Linked DNA regions of Gasterosteus aculeatus: region 2 is linked to region 1. The links are chromatin contacts, called in public Hi-C maps. All regions are on one chromosome and are shown on one strand. The core of a region is the stretch at or near the end of the contact, and the rest is flanking DNA. Distances in the headings are between cores, read along the strand shown.

The links. Hi-C and Micro-C count contacts between places; a contact is called where the count stands out from the background.
Region 2: a contact with region 1 is called in a Hi-C map of skeletal muscle, with 3 times the contacts expected there. The contact joins the promoter of hoxb4a here to the enhancer-like site in region 1. A contact is called at or near these places in 2 of 6 Hi-C or Micro-C datasets (both in skeletal muscle).

Annotation. Positions count from the first base shown.
Region 1 is chr11:2,757,253-2,763,382 of fGasAcu3.hap1.1, reverse strand. No RefSeq gene overlaps it. Among protein-coding and RNA genes, the nearest start is that of LOC144384602, 6.3 kb to the left of the region's middle. Within about 2 kb of position 2,687, at least 5 of the 9 cell types and tissues checked have open chromatin away from gene starts, as enhancers often do.
Region 2 is chr11:2,869,204-2,875,201 of fGasAcu3.hap1.1, reverse strand. hoxb4a (homeobox B4a) reads left to right here and starts at 4,139. Exons shown (of 2, transcript XM_040190253.2): 1 at 4,139-5,998. The coding sequence starts at 5,932. The region is part of intron 2 of hoxb3a (homeobox B3a); the gene reads left to right.

The DNA of each region.
Region 1 (6,130 bases), core at 1,438-3,937:
TTTTTTCCCAGGGAGCAATTAGGGGTTAGGTGTCTTGCTCAGGTACACTTCAACATGGGACATAGGACATGAAGCAGCCGTGGCTCAAACCACCAACCTTGCGTTTCCCAGCGCACCCTCTCTACCCCTGCACCACGTCAACCACAGTGTGTGTAGACTGGTGACTATTGTTTGGAGAAAGAGTCTCACGTTTAGTCGGCGGCTCTGTTTTCAGCCGTGTCCTGATTTGCCTCCACGTGTGAGTAACATCTCCGGACGGCAGGACCACTGCAAGGTTAACCACCATCAGATAGAAACACCATCCACAGAAGACTGTGGGGAGGGAAAGCACAAAGACTTTAGGAGAAGGTAATGTTGGTTTATGATGACAGTAATATAATTTAAATTTAAAATAATGATGATGAGGATGGCAGCAGCAGGTGTCAGCAGGGCCACGGCAGGTGTCATGACCAGAGTCCAGAAGGAACTACGATCTACGAAGACCTGCTAGGGGAGAAAACACAAAAAAAAATTCCCCCGGCAGTCTAAGCCTATAGCAGCTTAACTTAGCTGAGCTGCTATATAACTAACTGGTCCGGGCTAACCTGAGCCAGCCCTAACTATAAGCAAAATCAATGAGGAAAGTTTTAAGTTTTACCTTAAAATAGCTGACCAAATCTGCCCCCTGGACTGAAAGTGGAAGCTGGTTCCACAAAAGAGGAGCTTGATATCTGAATGCTCTGGCTCCCATCCTACTTTTTAAAACCCTAGGAACAACAAGTAACCCAGCATCTATGGAGCGCAGCTGTCTTGTAGGGCAATACGGTGTTATTGCTCTTTAAAGCTCTTTAAGATAAGACGGTGCCTCACCAGCAAGTGCCTTGTAGGTGAGGAGAAGTACCCTAAATTCTATTCTTGATTTAACAGGAAGCCATTGCAGAGAAGTTAATGCAGGAGTATCCCTTTTCTTAGTTCTTGTTAATACACGTGCTGCAGCATTCTGAATCAACTGGAGTTGCTTAAGAGATTTACAAAGGCAGTCTGATAACAAAGAATTACAGTAATCCAGTCTAGAAGTAACAAACGCATGAACTAAGCATCACTTTGAGACAGGAAGTTCCTGATTTTTGATATATTACGTAGATAAAAAAAGGCAGTCCTTGAAGTCTTCTTTATATGACTTCTTATGGCATCATATTCTATGACAGCGCATTGTATTAGAACGATGGCTTCAACCATAAATTGGTACATTTTTCTGTATTAGGGCATGATACACAAACTACTTATTATATGCTCCTTATAGATAATGAATGTATTTTCTAAAAAACGCTCTGTTTTCAGTGAAAATGCTTCAAGCCTTTGGACAGTTTTATTCATTTGCACAATGTAATAATAATTAAAAAACGTAGACATTGTAAAATAAATTCTAATTGCAGGAAGAGGCAGAAAGACGACTTTCCTTATTTGAACCCCCCACCTAAATAGTATCAATACACTAACGTCATAGATAATTAAATGAATATAAAATATGATTAGCCAAAATAGTTCTTACAAGATACGACAGATATCAATTAAAATACTTTACAAACAGCAACATTTAAAGAATGTGTGTGTCGATATGTTGGAGTATATATGTGGGAATAAGGTCTGATTTATTTTTTTATTATTTTACATCAAAAATACTACTTCCACTACTACTTTTTTGATAAGCGTGTATTAAAAAATATATTTTCAGTACAGAAAGTACTCATCCTAATTCTATAATGCAGTACTGTAACCGCACACGTGATGTCATGCATACTTCTCATATTTTAAAAGCACCGTGTTTGTGCACATTACTTTATGATTATTAGCATACAAAACGCATTTGGAGGGTCTGACGGTAGTTTAAAGCATGTCTCATACAGATGTTTCCTTCAGCATCATCATCAACGTCTGTATGTTGCTTTGGATAAGTGCACAGTGCTTGTGTATCAACAACCTGATTTTCTCCTTCAGAGTTGTAATATCGGATAAGAGGTTCAAACTTAGAGGCTGAAAAAACATACTGTATTTCACAAGAGAACAGACGCTGACTTGATAAGACTTTTGTAGAGCAGAAATATGATTCTTTCCTTTTACATGTGTCATTTTCCTGCTAAAGGGCTGTCATCATCACTGATATCACTGATGCTGGTGGACCACACTGCCCCCTGTGGCTGGCTGGCTGGGGGTGTGCGCGTGTGTGTGTATGTGTGTGTGTGTGTGTGCGTGTGTGTATGTATGTGTCTGAACATAAATACAATCTTGATCGTCTCTCTCTCAAACTTGAGACAGAAAAATGAGATGGATGGATTACACCCAAAATCCCACGAGTGGCAATGGAAAGAGTAATGTTTTCACACATACAACACACACACTCACTCACATGCACAGACAGGCACAAACACCCCCCTCAGCTCGACCACAGGAACTTATGTGCAGCACATAGACGTTTCCCCGGTCTCTTTCTTCCATGCAGCCAATCAGGGATGGGGAGGAGACTTGGATGGAACACCTGATGGGTGTATGTAGGCTGTATTTGTTTCACATTGACCTGCAAGGTTATGGCAGGTTTATTCAAGGACAGAATTTGTTTGCCAGAGTTCGGAGTGCCGTCGTCACGGTTACGGTAGTTCCCCAGGCACTCCTCTGCTGAGGTCTGGTTATTCCGAGGTAGAGGTGTTCATGTGTTCATGACTCACCGCTTAAGAATTGGGTGTGGTGCTGTTAACTTAACCATGAAGGAGAGTGTGTGTGTGTGAGTTTGTGTTTGACAGGTGAATGAGACCATATGTTTACCTACTCCTCCTCCTCTCCTTCATTTTCCCACTACTTTTGTTTTAGGCCTGGCCGGTCACCTGCACCCCTTCCCTTCCGCTCTCTTTGCATCTCACTCAGTCTGACTCAGCGCTTCTTTTACGCTGGAAACCTCTGTGCATAAATAAAATACATTTAATTTCAATTACCAGTATTTGAGCAAAACAGGACAGATTTTTTGTTTAATGTAGAGTCAAAGAGGTGTCATGTAGAATGTTGGAGTAACTGGAGTGACTTGAGCTGCTCTATCACTTTCATGTGCCAAATGTGCGTTACGCGTTTCAGATTAAGCAGCCATGCAATGTTACAGTTACTATAAGAAATCAAAAGGTGATATTGCATCTCCGACTCAGCATTCACATTCCATTCCAGCAGTTGTTAAATTCCTTGCTACATTACAATTATGGGCATCAGGATAATTTCAAACAGTCATAGCATCAGCAGTGGAAATGTCGCAGTCTGCACTCAGCTGTTTCACAGAACAAGTACTTAACGGTTTGCTACATAGCACTAGTCAATACATACATTTCCCCTCCACTGATGCCCAAATAACACATCAACTTCGTTGTCACTGAATTTTTGTTTTCGCTGTTCTGACTTTGCCTGATCCATGATAGAGAGAAGGAGTCCATTGAGTTGTGCTTTTAAATGGTCGCAATATGCGGTATAATGGCCGACGAAAGGCCCTGATTTGCTGTGTTGGCCATCTTGAGGTGTTGATGCTTTACCAAATACTGCTCCACTCTTGCTGCCTTGGTTATACAGCAAGTCAGAGAAGTCTTTCTGCATATAGATGAGTAAAACATCTTGATCGAAATCGCCAGACTCTTTCGGTCTCAACCTGATATACGATTGGCTGAAACTTCAGTGTGAACTCTCTATGACCCTGCCACGACCTCTCATTGATCTTGCCATGATCTCTCCATGAAACCCCTGAACAACTCCTCCTAGGCCCCACCTTTTCCTCCTAATTCTCCCCAGGGAGTGAGGATGCGCAAAATCAGCCCAAGCTCCACCAGCTGTGGGTCTACACAAAATAGAACAGAATTCAATTCAACGGAAATGTTACTTCTACTTGTTCCTTTTTCTTCTTTTGATTATCTACGTCAATCAATCAACGGGTTGCTTGCAGTGACCTTTGACCTTTTTACTGGTCACCTTTGACCTTTTACTGTCCGCACTCAGGGCATTATGGTCCTTCTGAGACGTCTTTGTTGTTAATATAACTATTAACAAGTTTACTGTGTGCATAAAGAGTTATGGTGAAATGGGGAAAGCATAGGACATGTGTTCATATGTTCCCCTGAGAATGAAAGCTCTGCAGTGATTAAAACCGCCTAGAACATTTTTGGAATAGCAATAAACTTTTCAGTTTTTTGGTGAGGTGGGGTGCTTCCAGAATATTTAAAGATAGTATCCACCTGATCGATGACACAGTTATCCTGCTGCCATCTGTCTCCACTCTTCCACACTCCCCTTAAATGAGACTATAACAACCCGTCACAGAATCTGAGGGGACAATGAATGAAACGCTTCCCTTTTTCTCCAAAAAAACTGCTGGAATCACCATATACAGCAACTGTAACCTCAGCGTGTGTCTCTGACTTGTGTGACCTTGCTGTGACTCCCCCGTGACTGTGTCATGACCGCCCCCTGCCCTGTGATGACATCAGAGTGAGATGAAAAGCCCTTTATCAAACACCATCCAATGTTTTCTTTCATATGCGACGATATGCAACACATACGAAATTGTACTTTCTTGTTTCTTGCTGTTCGGAGTTTGGATCCTTATGGTTGAATGCACTTATTAAAAAGCATCAGCTAAATGACATGTAATATAATGTAATATGAAAAAGATAAACCATTCACTTACTCCCCCTCTATAACATATACACGCACACACACACAAAGAGTTTATTTTGATGAATGTGTGTCTGCGTGCGTGGCCACGGTTCAGTGTATTTGTATAGCTGCACATAAATGGGGTATGAGTGTGTTTATACGTATCAGCTAATAGGCTGTTAGACAGGATCAGATGCCGCCAATACATGCATGGATGTGTGTGTGTGTGTGTCGCAACAACATCAACACGTATTGCCCCTACCCTGGCCAAAACCGGTTGCTGCGTAAAGCGCCAAACAAGCTGACCCCTTAATTTTCTTTTTTTTATACGTCATTCAGAAAGGAAGGGTAATTCTCAGTGCCACCCCCACCGCACCCGCCTTTTCTCCCAGGGAGCAGCCTACCTCATCCCAACACTGCCCCCTGGTGCTGGTTGTCATGACCGATGCTTCGTCCGTTCCCAAATATCACCGTTGTTCTTTTTTTGCCCCCCTTCGTACCTGTTTTCTTTACCGTGGTCTTCTTCTATACATTTTGTTTCTTCCTCAACTCTCATCGTTAGCTTGTGCTTTTTCCTCTCTTTTTCTATATTCTCTTCCCCTGTTGGCCTTGTCCTCCACCCTGTATGTCCCACCATCCCTTCACCTCTTCTGCCTTTCCCGCTCCATCATTCTCCCCTCCTCTTCTTTCAAAGGTCACAGGGAGGTTGGAGTTTGTAGTGAGTTCACCGTCTCTTCCCCTCAACCAATGACGGATCACTTCCTATTTAGAGGAGGGAGAAAAATGAATGCTTTGTGTGTCTGAGGGTGAAAGAGAGAGAGAGAGAGAGAGAGAGAGAGAGAGAGAGAGAGCGAGAGAGAGAGAGAGAGAGAGAGATAGAGACAAAGAATATTAGAAAATATTAGAAAAGCAGGAAAAGAGGAAAAAAAAGATCAATGTAAAATAAATTGACCAAATTGTGGCTTCAACAAGGGAAACAGTTTGAAGAAGTGCCATTGAATCACGCTTCGAGTATGTAGGTAAATTAACAGTTTATTGCATCAGTAAGGCTGATATTTCATTCCAGAAACATTTAGAGACTAGATGAAGGGTAGATTGAGAAGTGACATCTCAAAAGGCAGCGGACAAACTGACAACGACTTGAAGCGTTTCTTCCAGTGGATTGTTACCATCTAGAAAATACTGAGGTGGGATGTCGTTCTTTATTTTCTGTATCACCTGTATTATTTTAACTGTGCATTTGCAGTAGAAATTATGATACTACTTTTAAAATTCCTCTCCGATGAAAAACAACCCCATTGATTTTAAATTCCAAATTCAAACTCGTCACCGTGGATGCAATGGCCTTCTCTTTGTGCTACACGGTTTTCACTTCCTCACATCGACATGTATGTTTGAGTAACGATGGCAACATGTTGTGTGTGTGACTGACCCCTATTGCCCTCTTGATGACCCAGTTACCAGTTCAAGT
Region 2 (5,998 bases), core at 2,890-5,389, 110 kb before region 1:
AGGTGCTTTGCCCATGCTGGGAGGAAGAGGAAGACCGCGTGTTGCAGTAAACTGCAGCAGCACCCCCTCATCCTCCTCTTCATCCTCTGTCGCTCGTCTTCGTCAGAATATATTTTGATCCTAAAGGCGCTGCACGGCTCGCTGTGATCGTGTAAACTGTTCGGGTTTTCTCTTTGCACGCACCACGTCCTTGGCTGTCATCGTCACGCCGGACGAGCCTAATTAATTCACCTGAGGATGTGTGACGTCAGGGGGCACTACGGACATTTTGGCAATATTGTAGGTTTTGCACTGTCGTCCTCATGTTGGAACCAGACACTAGCTTTACTTATATTATTACCGATAAATAGATGGACGGACAGAGATGACTTTATAGATAACCTCATCAAGCTTAGATTCACCCCCCAACTATAACATATCACTAACACGGCTTGTGGGGTGAAAGCGAGGTCGTGGTCAGTGGGAGGCCAAAGGTCGTGGACAACTTTCTCTACCATAGCCTTACATTCAAATTAAATAGAACATATCAGGCAGCTAAATTGTTCAATGTGGTCTAACATGTGTATTTTAGTTCTGTGCCTGTGAATAACGGTATTCTAAAAAATAACTACGAATAAATTAATTTGTCATGTTCCACGATTTGCATAATTTCTCTGCAGAAAAAAAGAACAACGTATGTATGAATTGATCATTTTCTTTTGAGGGATTTCGCTGATTGACGGACTTGTGGCTTTCTGCTAGCTTAACGGAACCCGCGGTCCATCCCGCATGGCTGCCGACACTACAAGCCCAGTGGTTTCAGCTGTTGATTTTTGATCATGAGGTGGAGCGTTTGCTACTCTTTCGTCTATAGCCGAGCTAATACCGCTCACATTTGCTTCCAATGTGCTACTGGTTCATGTTTAGAGGTTTAGTGTGCCTCACTTTGGCAGCCAAAATGACCAGTTGTGGATGCAGCCATTGTTAACGCAGTGTCGCGACACGGTTGACCTGCAGAACGGGAAGGTAGAGTTATAGTTGCACTGTAATAAATGCGTTAGGACGTTTTGAAGATGTCAGCGGCACAATGGAGTTATTTTCGATTTTATTAAGGAAAAGGAACCAGCGGCATTATCTGTTGATGTTGTAGCAGCGCAGTTTGCGGGATTGTGAATGTATTCATTCTGAAATATATAAAGGCCGTGTTTGTATGTGTAACCGTATTAACGTTGTAGGACAACTAATCCTTTTTTTATTCCAATTTAATTTGTTTTTAAATGCTTGGCCGATCTCATTCAGACTATAGGCCTATTTCTATCAAGTTTATTTTACTTTACTAAACTGAGTCTGCCATATTGAGGGAAAGACCGGTTCATTATTTCTCCCCTGTCTGATAGACTTTGCATGACAATAACCAAGAAAATGGTCCTCGATTTATTTTTCAAACTGCACAAAAGGGCAAAACCGCATTTCTCTTCTTCTTTGTTGGCCTTGCAGCTTTTTCACTTCGGTAATATTTCAGAACATTGACATGTGGGTCCCTGCAAATAATGGCAGTTTAACCCTTCTACAAGTTCCATTTAAGGCCCGCCGTTGGAATATAATTATACAAAAAACACACGGCTTCTTTAAAGGCTGCAGGAAACGACGATATTTCAGCTGAGGAACAAGCTTTTACCGGATTGAGTCCTTACTATTTACCATTTCTTTATGAAAAGAACAAGGGCCAAATACAGAACGGAATTTTACCTCAGTAGTTACCGTAAATCCACCCAGGGGCCGAGTACAATTATAGCAGAAGAAGTAAACGCAGAAAGCGGCGGCTCGGTGGTTTATTTCTACAGCCTGGGATTTGGCTGAGTGTGTTAGCGAGCTGTTGATGGGACGAACTTGTTATACGGTCGTAAATTGTGAGTGTGACTGTGAAGTTATTTATTCACAGCGGCTCACCCCCTGAACATTGATTCCCCCCCCCCCCTTTCAGTTTGAGATTGCTGATGTTTGCGCTGGAAACAGAACTGATATTTTACTATTACTCTTCTTAAATCACCCCCAACCCCACTCTAAAATGTCAACTATCGCATTTTTATTTTGTGCTCTCGAAGCTCACCCCAGTTATTCTGCCTTGGGTGTGTGTACTGCGCTTTCTAATTCTTAATGATACTAAGGCCAGCAGAATAGTGCTGTTTTAATTCACTTGAATGAACCATCATGTGTTACTTATTTAAACGCAAACAGTTGTATTTAGCGGTATCAGAGCACCTTGTTTCATTCCATGTCACATGTTGCACTGTGTCTGTGCGTGTGGTGGGGAAACCAGTTACTCCCGTATCTTTCAAATCGTCTTTCGTTGAGTGTTGTGTGTGCGCGCGCGCGCGTGTGTGTGTGTGTGTGTGTGTGTGTGTGTGTGTGTGTGTGTGTGTGTGTGTGTGTGAGAGAAGGGGGTCTCCTGGCAGCGCTTTGACCTCTACCTGCAGCAGGAAACAATGGGGCCTCCCCATGAATGCTTACTGCTGACAAACTTGACAGAGGGCCGGGAAGTGCCACAGTCTGACTTAACACAACTTGATCGATACCTGAGATGCCCCGTTGGCAACAAAAAAAAAAGGAAAAAGAAAGAAATTGGGAGGTCAAGGTGACAGAAACACGCCCACACCTGGGAGAAATCACAACGAAATTGAGACGAGACTCTGGATTGAATAGGCGCTCGAAAAAACAAAACACTGAACAAGAGAAAAAAGCCGGTGTCACAGAATTAATGTGTGAGATGCATAGTGGAAAATATAGCATTCAAAATGCAACAGGAAAGCACAAATCCACACACAGCATATAATTTCTGTCATGGGAATTGATAGTATTGTACATTTTGCATTGTTCATTCTGCACACATAACATCCGTTGTAGTCTGTCCATACCGGGAGGGGGATTTCTCCTCTGACGTTCTCCCTAAGGTTTCTTCCCGTTTTTCCCCATGAAAGGCTTTTCATTTTTTTGGGGAGTTTTTCCTCTGCCGATGTGAGGGTTTCAGGACACAGGATGGATGTGTACAGACTGTAAAGCCCTCTGAGCCAAATTTGTAATTGGCGATTTTGGGCTTTACAAAATTTAATTAATTGAATTGAATATCAGTATGATGGAAAGGCCACAAAAATAATGTAAAATAATAATAAAGGAAATAAATAAATGAACATTTTTAAAGGTTTTCTAAAATAAATAAATATACATTTTCATATATGTATACAATACATATATTACATTTGCAATTACATGAACACACATTTAAATTAAACTTGCATATACTTACATTTTAATATCGGCCCTCCTTTTTATTACTTTATAAGAGGTTCGAGGATGGACCGTTCTTCATTCTGCGTAGTGAAGGAACATTTATTCATGTATTCATTGGTCCATCCATTTTCCAGTTGAATCAGTCAGAACCATTTTTGATAGAACAGTGTTCCAAACGATCTGTCTTTGTCTTTCTTTCATTAAATCAAATCGTATCCATTCGGTTAGAGCGCTGCACCGTTGGAGCTGCCAAGATGTTCTTTTCTTTTTTTCCTCTTCTGTTTGTTTACAACTCTCTATGTGGTTGGATGTAAAGTTAAAGGGATATTTTGATTCTGGGTGAAAAACGGAGGAACGAACGACTTAATTGGGCAAATAAATATTCAAATTGATTAAAGAAAATGAAATGCTTGTTGTTATGAAGCCTAGAAACATGATGTTTCATTCCTTTGGCATTTACCATATACATTTTTATTGTTTTCGTTATTATAACAGCTAAAAAATATTACCAATGCGTATTATATGAGAACAAGGAGCATGTTCCTACAAATGTATTTTATTTCCCATATCTTATTTTATTTGCCAGTCAGTTCCTCGTCACCGTCTTGACTCCCGAGAAGTGTTACAACATTATAACATGATTGTATAGATCCCCACCAGCGGCAAGAGGGTCAGCGGGAGTCGGGAACAGTAGAGGTGGATGGAAATATTCCAGTGGCTTTGGCAGGGGGATTTTTATGAAAGCAATAAAAGTCCATCCACGGTGTAACCCTCGTGCCTCCAGAGAGGCGCTGTCTTCTATATCTACCCTGTAGATCCGGATTTGTGTAGAAATCATTAAAATAATCACAAATTCGCTTCTAGGGGAGTATATAGTGGATTTATACACGTCGGCAGCGATGGATCCAACGCCGGGAGGAGCAGCCTTTGAGCGGTTGTAGCGCCGGATGGATCGCTTCTCTACACGTGAAGCTTTCAAAAGTGGAACTGTACAGGTTCATAAAAACGTATTTTTCACGAATTTGTGACCTGCACGAATGAATTCATTTCAGGCCTCCATTACTGGTTTATTTTGACACGGTGATCGCCTCCACTTTAATGTACACTCAATCGAGACATCTATATCTTTATATATTTCGATCGTGTGTTTTTTTTCAGTTTTAAATGCCGCTTTCAGGTTGAATTGAACTCTTTTGTATTCATTATTTGTCCAGGTGAAAAATGATTGTCCGCTTTATAAAAAGGGGGTTGGTGTGAGAGGGAGGGGGTAAGATTTCGATTTAGAGACGGTCACTTTTCTCCAAACAAAGGACTTAGATATCTCCATCATTTTGCCTGTGTGTGTGTGTGTGTGTGTGTGTGTGTGTGTGTGTGTGTGTGTGTGTGTGTGTGTGTGTGCACCTTCAGTCCCACTGATAACCCCATAGACAGTGTCCTTTTTAATACAAAGAACACATATTTTTCTTCACATTTTATGCGTCTGTGTCGGATTATATAAGATCTTGGACGCGTGCTAAAAGTTTCTCTGTAAAACGTGTTACATAATGCTGGGAAATGTTGGAATTTCCGAGCGCCCTCGCTTTGCGCAGTGCAGGTTCAAGTTTCATTGTGTTCATTGAGTCTATTCGTGGCAATGAGAAAGTGGTCTGCATGTCGGCGCTATACAGACGTGTATTAGAGTTTAAGGGGGGAGGGTGGGGGGCAAGGCTATAAAAGTCAGCTAGTAGGAGCTCGTGACGGTTGAGGAGATGACTCCCCCTGCAGCATACCTGGCCGTTCATGCCAGGCAAAGGGCGCACTGGGTGCTGAGGGATGAGGGGGGACACAATGGAAGCACAGAGCCAGCCCGTGCTGGGCTGTCTTGCTCTCATCAAGCAAAGGTCTCCGTGAGATTTAGTAGGCCCGTGTAACCTGAATTAGTTGATGCATTTTTAATCGATCCTAAACAAGCGAGATTTATCTGACGCAGTGCTGGGTGGCGGCGAAGCACCCACGCCCCCCCACCCCCCCTCTCCGCTTTATTAGCGATTTAAAAGAAGAAGAAGAACGTCTACAAACACACACACATACATTTTACTCCAAGGGTAGTGCAGGCAACACGTTATATCCCCCCGAGCACTTTCCGCGGCTTCTTTCTTCTCTCCTTTTGGAGTCCCAGCCGGACGCGTAACAGGGGGAATGGGTTCATGACTTGTCATCTGTACTGTACTCTTATTGGGCGTAGAGACGCACGCGCTTCTGTGTGGTTTCCAGCTCGAGCAAGAATGTGTTTTCGGCACGTCGGACGCGCTTCTGTGGTTGTTGTGATCCTCTAGTTGCTTTAGAGCGGCATGCGCGCTGACATGTGGTGGAGGGGAACGCGGGGGGGGGCGCAGAGGGGACGATGTCAGGGAGGCTATGAATGCCCGCAAACGTAGGCCATATGATGATGCGCGTGCAGAGTCCGTGTATATGCTTAATCCCATTTCCTTATCCGGGGTTCATCCTTGAGGCGCACCATTGGCCGGCCACTCTCACGTGGTTTACTAACTTTGTTCACTTGACAGAAAAGTAGGAGGGTTCAACGGAACATGAATAACCGAAGAGAAAAGGGATGAGATATAAATTGTAGTTATATATTTTCCGAGTAGGTGCAATTCCACAAAAATACTGACATTAATTGCCATGAGCTCCTATTTGATCAACTCCAACTATGTGGACCCGAAGTTTCCCCCGTGCGAGGAGTATTCAC